Linked DNA regions of Zea mays: regions 2 and 3 are each linked to region 1. Evidence: chromatin contacts called from public Hi-C data. All regions are on one chromosome and are shown on one strand. Each heading gives the region's core, a stretch centred on a gene start, on an enhancer-like site or on the middle of the called end of the contact. The rest is flanking DNA. Distances are from core to core; before and after follow the strand shown. Region 1 holds the start of LOC100217051 (Splicing factor SF3a60-like protein). Region 2 has its middle 66 kb from the start of LOC103651348. Region 3 holds the start of LOC103651348 (glutamate synthase 1 [NADH], chloroplastic).

Region 1 (2,909 bases), core at 120-2,619:
TTGAAGACTTGGCATTGTCAATGTGGAAAGCATGCATCATGCAATAAGATGAGATTTGAGAGGAAATTTCCTAGCCACACCTCTGGTGTGCTGTTTTATGTTTCTGCAGTAGATGGAGCTACAACTACTAAAACCAAAAGACCACATTAGAGTGGATAAGATCACTTGGAACTGGATGGACAACTTCAGGCCTTCACCTATTCCTGTCCCGAACATTACAGAGCTTTAGTTTCATTGTAACAGGACAATTCTTTCTTGTTTGCTTTTGTTTGTGTTTGCAAACTGGTACCTCCAGCCATATAGTTTGTGCCGTACATTACTGTTTTCTTAAAAGCGGAGAAGAACTCGACTAAAAAGAACATGATAAGCATCATCATGACCTTTGGTGAATGAGTAATGAGTACTGGCATCTATTTCACTTTTGTCACATCCAAGCAAGCAGATAGGTAAGGTACCTCTTTGAGCCTTTCATAGTACTTGCTAAACAGTCCACTTTGCGTGGGTGCAGTAAGATGAGTGTTGATCTCATCCTTCCTAGCATTGTCCTTGTCCTCGTAAATTTCCACCTAAACAAGTTACAAGCACCAGAGCAAAAGTGAGATCGTCGCTGGACAGCAAAATTAAGATTTCTAAAGGTCAACTACTGACTCAGACCAAAAGAGAATGAAGGGGACAGAACGGTACAGAAATAACACTAGCCAAAACCTCCGGTGAACAACACTAATCAGGCAGTGCCACTGCCAACTACAGTAAAAATAAGAGCACAAAATCCATCTACACAGATCGAATTCAGAGATAAACATAACATGATTGATATGTAATAAGAATTTGCCAGGAAGACGGATCTGTAATTCCTCATACACTCAGAAGCCAACCCTAAACAAGCATCCGAAATCGACAGAAACAACTGCAAATATCAATCCTATCGACCGTGTTCGAACCTGACCCAGCTAAGCAAAACGAATCACTGAAGTGAAGTGGATGGAGTCGTGAATCCTTAGAAGCAGAAGAATGGCACGTACGAGCTTGCCGGAGGTGGAGACGACGAGGTCGAGCATGTGGCGGACGCGGTGGGACTGAAAGAGGCGGTCACGCGGGTTAGCGGGCTCCCGTTGCAGCTCGCTCACCGCGAGCCGCTCCAGCCTCTCCAGATCCTCATGGGCCGCCCGCGTCGCCTCCAGCACCGTTGACGCCATGGCCCGCCCGCTAGGCTACACCCGCCCCGGTGTTTCGTAGCGGAGGCCGGGTGTCACGCAGCGCCGCGGAGAGGCGGGAAGGGGACGTTGCGCCGGGTAGCTAGGGTTTGGGGGGGTTCGATTTGGCGGCGGACGAGGACGAGGACGAGACGAGGCCTGTTTGCGATAGATTTGGGCCCGTCTGGGAGGAGAACTGAAGCTTCACGTAACCCAAAAACAAGATAAATGTTTCGAAAATAATAAAAAATAAATTAGACATCGGCTTAAGTGCTCTATGTCGACTAGATAACTCGTTCGACTTGACTTGTTAGTAGGTTAGTTTGACTCGGCTTATTTTAATTTTATAGTGAGCCCAGCTAGCATTCTAGCTCGGTTCTCTAATGAGCCAGCTCGGGTTAGCTTGCGAGCCAAACGAGTCAAGTCACAGCACAAGTTTTGTCTAGTTGTTGATATCGTCTCATCTTTCATAGTCTTGTCTTCTCGTAGTTATGATCTATGACATGGATACGTGTGGATACGTCACGTGCTTAAATATTTGCATTATTGCAATATTATATGGCTATATACCTACATTACATATTTAACACTTGATTATTGGTTATGGTTTTGTGAACTTTGTTTTTTAGCATCATGTGATGTTAGTGTTGTGCAATGAAATGTTAAATATTTGTGGAATGGATGATGAATTCATTTATAATGATGCTTGTTACTATCTTTTTATAATAGGGGTTTGTAAATCTGTAAGATACTACATATTTGGTTATTCAATTTAATATTGAAAATTATAAGCTAGGACAATAATATGATAATAATATTATAAAGGTTTTGGTTTTGTGGTGTTAAACACTTAAAGTATGATTCTTTTATGTTATCTCTATCTCTACTACTTATTAAGGCGATAAGGGTAGCCTGTTGTTTTGTCTTTTTTTTTATTTCCTGTTTTGCCCTTATCCCTGTCCGACAATAAAAAATAAAATCTGTAAGAATTGTGAATCAAACTCAAGACCTGCTGCTAGATTAGAGACACAATATCCACCACACCACGTCTTATTTTGTTGTTATAGTAGAAGATATGAGAGTTATTAAAAGTAAGGTATGGCTGATGCCACACTAAACCATAATGGCTCCTCCGCCGCTGCTGTCCGGCAAACCATCACATTTTGTGACGCGGGACGTCGAGCAACTCCTGACTTGGGGCACTCCGGTCCCATGTGACAAAATCCCCCATTCCCATTTCTATCGTGCAAACCATCACACACTCCGGACGTTGGGCCCACATTGCAGACTACGGGCGCCCACATGACAGCCACCCTTAGTTTTGCACACACCGGACCCACGTCTACTCGCGCAAAAAGTTGCCTCAATTTGACACTGGCAGGAGCATTTGACCACGATTGCTTTCTCTGAAGAAGGAATACTTATAAGCCGGTAGAAGCTATGTTGGCTGGCAGGTATGGTCATAAAAATGTGTAAGCCGTGACGACGACATAGGTTGCGTGTGCTGTGTTTCTTTGGTGCGGCCCAAGTAGCTGCCAGGAGGTCGCACGCTTCTTACCCTGACCCAGCTTGGCTTTAGGGTCAGTCTCCCTTGCTTTCTCTGCCCAGCGAGCCCTCGCCCTCTAGCTCTTCCTGCTAGCATTGTCTCCGTCCCGTGCTCTCATGTTCATCGTCGATCTCAGCCATCCCAGGAGCACCCGCTCACTCCCAGACGCC
Region 2 (2,826 bases), core at 78-2,577, 150 kb after region 1:
ATATTGCAAACCCTCACAAAGCGCACACTGTGCAAGTGCAGGGGCACTCACTAAGCTAGACTTCTCAAGCAAGGCTATCATAGTGTTTCTCTCTCTGGTAGCTCAATTTGCAAACCAGGACAAGTTGTACGCATCTAACAAGGTAAACCTGGATCTCAACTCGTCGCGCTCATCTAGCAAGGTGTATAAGTGATAATGTTTTACAATAATAACAAAGAAAATATGTTCTGATTATAATTTAAGCGTGACGGAAATCCCCGATGGGATTTATCCCCGCGGGGAACGAGGATGGGGAAGAAATGCCCCCGCAAGAGTTCGTGGGGATCCCCGTGGCGAACTTTTTTCATTGCGGGGACGAGTATGGGGAGCTAAAACATGACGGAGAATTCCCCGTTGCCATCCCTAAATATGATAGACTTGTTCGTGAATTATTTTTGTTTTTACATTTATAATTCACATATCTTTACTTGCTTTTGTTTTTTTTTTTGCATTCTTTTAAGTCTGCATACAAAATCAAGAAGAGTTTCTCTTTTTTATTAAGCCGAACAGATATGACAGATACATGTGATAAAATTTCATCACTCACGTTTGAGTTGTACTATACATACATAAAGTCCATTGCACATGTTGCATATAAAGTGATTTTTTTGAAGATGTTGATCCATTCCAGATATGGCATGATCCACTTGGTCATCAAGGTATAGGGATGATGAGATAAATTACATGCAATTATATTGGTCATAATTTGCCCACAACAATTTTTTTTTCTTAAATCGAAAGATTTTATTTGCACAGTATGTGCAACTGGGAAAATGATTTTGAAACCAACACATCTTAAAATTAAAGTTGAACAACAAAAAAATCTAGGAAGAATTCAAGAAGATATTTGTGGACCAATTACACCAACTTCTGAACCATTCAGATACTTCATGGTATTGATTGACGCATCTACTCGATGGTCACATGTGTGTTAGAAAATAAACATTTGCTCAATTCTCTAGGGGGTGACACTTATCTCGCCAAGGGACATATATGCCCTTTGGCTTGCACCCCTACATGTGTATATATATAGTCTCCCTGCAATAACAAACAGTGGATGTTATTTTCATTCACTCGAACTCGTTTTCATTACACTACAACATTTCCATTCCATCGCGTGCTTGCTTAGAAAGAGAAGTTTTAAAAAAACACACCGTGCCAAGATGGCGAGGCGCCACACCATGACACGAGCCCGCTTCGTTTTTGTAATGGGACACGGCTGCGGGCCGTGGGCCGTGGGCCGTGGGCCGTGGGCCGTGGGCCGTAAGCTGGGAGCAGCGACGAGGTAGGACGACTAGGGCCTCGGCATCGCCACGGCCGGCCGGAGGACGGGAGGAGGACCCGGCACAACGCACGCAACGCATCGGGTCCGCGCGCGCGAAAGGGACGTGCGGCGGCGTCCCTTGGGCGTCGGAATGGGTCGCGGAGAGCGGCCGCGACTCCGACGAGCCCTCCTCCTTCCGGTCACGATCAGGCCTCCTCCGGTCCTCCACTGCCTGCCCCCCCCCCCCCCCCCCCCCCCCCCCCCCCCCGTGCTCTCCTGGTTTTTGTTTGTTTGTTTGTTTCCACGCACGCGCTACGGTCTGTGCATGTCCCTACCCACGGTTAGTTTTACTTGCTCCATATGATGCGCGGAAAGCAGCGCCACGGGCAAATGATGCAACGGAGACGGCGGCGGGTCTCCCCGTGGGCGCTACAGTGCACCCCGGGAGACGAGGCGAAAACTGCTGGCGGCGGGATGCGGTCGGCGTTGCCAGGTCGCGACGTACCTGACCCTTCTCCACCACGAGGGAAAACAAAAACACAGCTGCGCATGCAGTCATGACTCATGAGTGCGTTGCTCGGTTAAACGCGGCAATAATTGGAGTAGCTAGCTAGGCAGTGGGCGTCCAACCAGGAGCCTTTGACTTGGGGATGAGTAGATGACTAAAGAAAAGGGGAGCGTCGTGCCTGGCTGGGTGAGTGAGTGTCTGAGTGACAGAGTGAGAGACTGAGAGCCAGCCACGCGAAGCAAAGCGCCACTTGTCCTTCCTGCGAGCGAGGTGGTAAACTTTACTCTAACCAGGTGACATACGTGGCGCGGGGGCAGCCAGTTTCGTTTTCAGCACGGCAACAGTACCTTTCTAACGTCTCTGTCTGGGAAGAGAAAGAGTCAGAGAGAGAGCCGATCACGTTATCTCCATTTGCCGGCCATCACAGAATTCGCGAAAAGACGTGCGTCAGAACGTGTAGGAGATGCTCTTTCGTTCGAGGAGAGGGGGAAGCTGATCTGATAAGCACGGTAGTAGTACTAGCAGACGTGCACGGTAATAATAAGCTGAAGACAACTACTCCCTCCGTCCGGTTGAATTAGGCGCTCTAGCCCAAACAGTATGTCCAATGAATTTGTCGTTTTACCTCCGTCACGCCGTTCGCACTGCCGCCGCCGCTGCGTCGTTCCTCATGCGCCACATATTCTCGTTCACACCCTGATTGCGCACCATAAAGGAAGCCAAATCCCATTTCGATCTACATCAGCAGCAAGCCAGCAAAGGAGCGATTCCAGCGATCTGCATCAGCAGCCAAATCCCATTTCTTGTCTAGCAGCAAAGTCCGTCTAGAAAGCCAAATCCCATTTCTTGTCTAACAGTAACGTCCGTCTAGAAAGCTAAATCCCATTTTCAAATCGGCATCAGTAGAACCTCCGTCTAGGAAGCCAAATCCCCATTCGTGGTCATGGAGGAGCCGTCAAAGGAGAGGAGCTCGTCTAGCAAGGAGTCTGACCCGACCTGGGCATATCGATCTCCA
Region 3 (2,826 bases), core at 321-2,820, 220 kb after region 1:
GGCGTTTAATTAATCAAAATCCATGCACTGTACAGATAGTGTTAAATAAATAAATAAAATAAAATAAGCACACAAGATAAGGGCGGCAAACAAGGGGCGTGGTGATCTCCAAAGCGGCTGTGGCTCTCCGCATCGACGGCGGCGCGACGGCCGGACCGCAGCCGTCGGATCCTGGGCCCCACATACATCGGGCGGCTGCTGTTTTTGCTAACAACAGTATGCTAGGCAGCGACTGTGGACAGCACGAGTCCCCGTCGTGTCTGATCTGGCCGTGGGCCCGCACTGCCGCTAAATGCAGACGGAAGAGTGCAAAATTGTAACCGTCTCCTGATTTTATATTTCAGGCCAAAAAGATTCTTTCGAAGGCATTTCACCTCCCGTACTCCCTCCCTCTACTATACTCCCTTTGTTTCCGACGTTCGTCAATTTTGGCTTCTAGTGTCCATAGTTTCTTATATTATTTGTCTAATCCGAAAGATTGCATGGTAGTTTTTTTTATTAACCCTAGTGATTTATATACTTGAATAAAGATCGATCTTCATGTCCCTTGTTTTTTTGTGTAGAAGTGTATTGGTTTCACATAACAAACCCCACTTCTTGAAACAGGTTTTAAAAATGTCCCGTGCGTGTAAATAAATTTTTTTAATTGTTTATCAGTTTGTTCAAGTGAAACACATCACAAGAATGCAAGAACATATCTAATGTTCCTATACTATTTGCTTCTCCGATGGTCTGTCTCATGTTTGCAAATATAAAAAAATGCGTGAAATATTTCAAAAAAATATAGATGTACCTCTCAGTTATCTATGCCAATGCAAAAGATGAGCTTAAGTAGGAATTAGTGCAATGAGAAGAAAAAAGGGAATTAACCTATGAATTAGGCGGCGGTGCAATTGCTCACCTCGTGTAAGCGGGGATTTTTGTCGTGTCATCGCCTTCCCTTCACGCATAAGATGCGTATCACTAGAGGATACATGCCGTCCACGTCACACTCACGCGTGATTTGTGCAATAAGATAGAATGCGATGTTGTATCCTCCTTTCCTCAATAGTGCCAACTAAGAGGTGATAAGTTTGGGATCCTCTTATTGCTCTTCCTCTAACCTTTTTCTAGGATGCCTCTTCTTTTTTGGTTCTCGTGTTCATTGTGAGAGAGGCGACATGTTTTGCCAAATCAAAAGGGACCACAAGTGAGGAAACTTCAATAGTGTACATAATGTATATAGGGTATAGAGGGGGAAAGTTGCGAAATGAAGAGACCTTGAACTTTACTCAAACTAAAAAATATCTAACTATTTGCATGGATGCATACACATCACCTTACACATTGACACTGAGATTTCATTGACACGAAGTAGTTATTTCAAGTATGGTTCATTTGTACGAGTTCTTGCAACTAGTTGATAGACAAAGAATTAGTTGGATATATAATATTGACCGGCAAATAAATCGCTAAGCAAGAACACCATTCACTAAATTAATTATTAAAATCGTATGCAGAATATGTCACAGTAAATGTGTTCCGCCGGAAAGATATTCAGACAAATGCTATCTATTTAGTATGATTTGCTAACACGTTTCCATTTTTGTACACCAAAAAAGCACCATACAGGCAAGGGGTACAACGGAATCCTGTTTCTTGTAGGGACCCATACGAAATATGGCTGAGATAGCCTCACCTAACAACAACAAAACTCTTAAAATAACCAAATAAACAGAGAAAACCAAAAAAAGGGAAACAAAATTTGTGAGAAGATTGGGGGCGAAAATATAATCAGTGGGGCCGTATGCGTGCGTGGGGACGCCACGCGAGACGAGGAGAGCGGGGTTGGCAGCTAGGCGCGGTGAGGGCGAGCTCACCGCCACCCTCCCTCGCTCCTCCCCTCTATAAATGCAGAGGCGCCGAATGCTCCCCAACGCCCTGTACAATCCGGGGGAGAGGTCAAGGAAGGCGAGCGACGCTCGGCAGGCAGGGCATCCCGCGAGGCCGCGACAGAGGCGGCACTCCGCTCCCACCAACCCACAACACCGATCCCCTCCTCGCCGAGCCGCCGCCGGGGATAAGCGTGGGGAAGTGAGCAGCCAAAATCTAAGACACCGATCCCCGGGCGTGAGTCGCGAAGGTAGCGGCGGAGAAAAGGGCGGAGCCACAACGCGGTCGTGAGCCCGCAGCCACCGGTTCCGTGCGGCTAGACGGAGAGAGAGGTATCCGCTCGCTGCACCCTCTTGCCGTGACCCGCGAGACGCTAAAAAAAGCCGACGGGATTTGGCAACTTGGCGGTTTGGTTCGGCTGTAGCGTGCGTGCGTGGTTGGTGGCATACGCGGCCGTCTCGTTGCTTTTATTTATTTCGATCCGTTGATGTTTGATTCTGCGTCCGTCCGTGCGCTGCTTCGTGAATCTGCTGTGTCGCGGCGGCGGCGGAGGAATCCGCACCGCCGTGCGTGGGGTTGGTAGATCTGTTCATCCCTGCGTGTGTTTCCGCCGCTGAGGCGTTTTCTTCGTAATTCTTTTCGGGAGTGCTCTGTTACGCTGCGGAGTGGGTCGCACGCTCTTTTCTGGATGCCTATGGTGTTGACATGTGGGCGTAGGGAAGGGCCGAAGCCCGAAGGGGACAGCCTTGAGCTTTCTGCTTGTTTTTTCGGGTGCTTTTTAAATATGTTTTTTCACGCATTTCTGGTTCCCTTTTCCCCCGCGTGGTGTTGTAGATCGATGAACAGCTAAGCGAACACCATCTGATGTTCGTCGTTGTTTGACTGTTGCATGACAGGTTGCGAGGCTTGCTGTTCAGCCATGTCGACGGCGCAAGGGACAGCGTTGAGGTCGGC

Evidence for each region. Hi-C and Micro-C count contacts between places; a contact is called where the count stands out from the background.
Region 2: a contact with region 1 is called in a Hi-C map of tassel, with 2.6 times the contacts expected there. The contact joins the enhancer-like site here to the promoter of LOC100217051 in region 1. A contact is called at or near these places in 2 of 25 Hi-C or Micro-C datasets (ear and tassel).
Region 3: a Hi-C map of ear shows a contact between it and region 1, with 2.6 times the contacts expected there. The contact joins the promoter of LOC103651348 here to the promoter of LOC100217051 in region 1. A contact is called at or near these places in 6 of 25 Hi-C or Micro-C datasets (ear, endosperm, leaf and 1 more).

What each region holds. Positions count from the first base shown.
Region 1 is chr3:213,688,068-213,690,976 of Zm-B73-REFERENCE-NAM-5.0, forward strand. It overlaps LOC100217051 (Splicing factor SF3a60-like protein), which reads right to left and starts at 1,370. Exons shown (of 12, transcript NM_001143423.1): 1 at 1,023-1,370; 2 at 456-566. The coding sequence starts at 1,196.
Region 2 is chr3:213,838,699-213,841,524 of Zm-B73-REFERENCE-NAM-5.0, forward strand. No RefSeq gene overlaps it. Among protein-coding and RNA genes, the nearest start is that of LOC103651348, 66 kb to the right of the region's middle. Within about 2 kb of position 1,328, at least 20 of the 20 cell types and tissues checked have an H3K27ac peak or open chromatin away from gene starts, as enhancers often do. A contact at or near this core is called in ear and tassel, where this site is marked.
Region 3 is chr3:213,904,895-213,907,720 of Zm-B73-REFERENCE-NAM-5.0, forward strand. LOC103651348 (glutamate synthase 1 [NADH], chloroplastic) reads left to right here and starts at 1,571. Exons shown (of 23, transcript XM_008676969.3): 1 at 1,571-2,204; 2 at 2,769-2,826. The coding sequence starts at 2,792.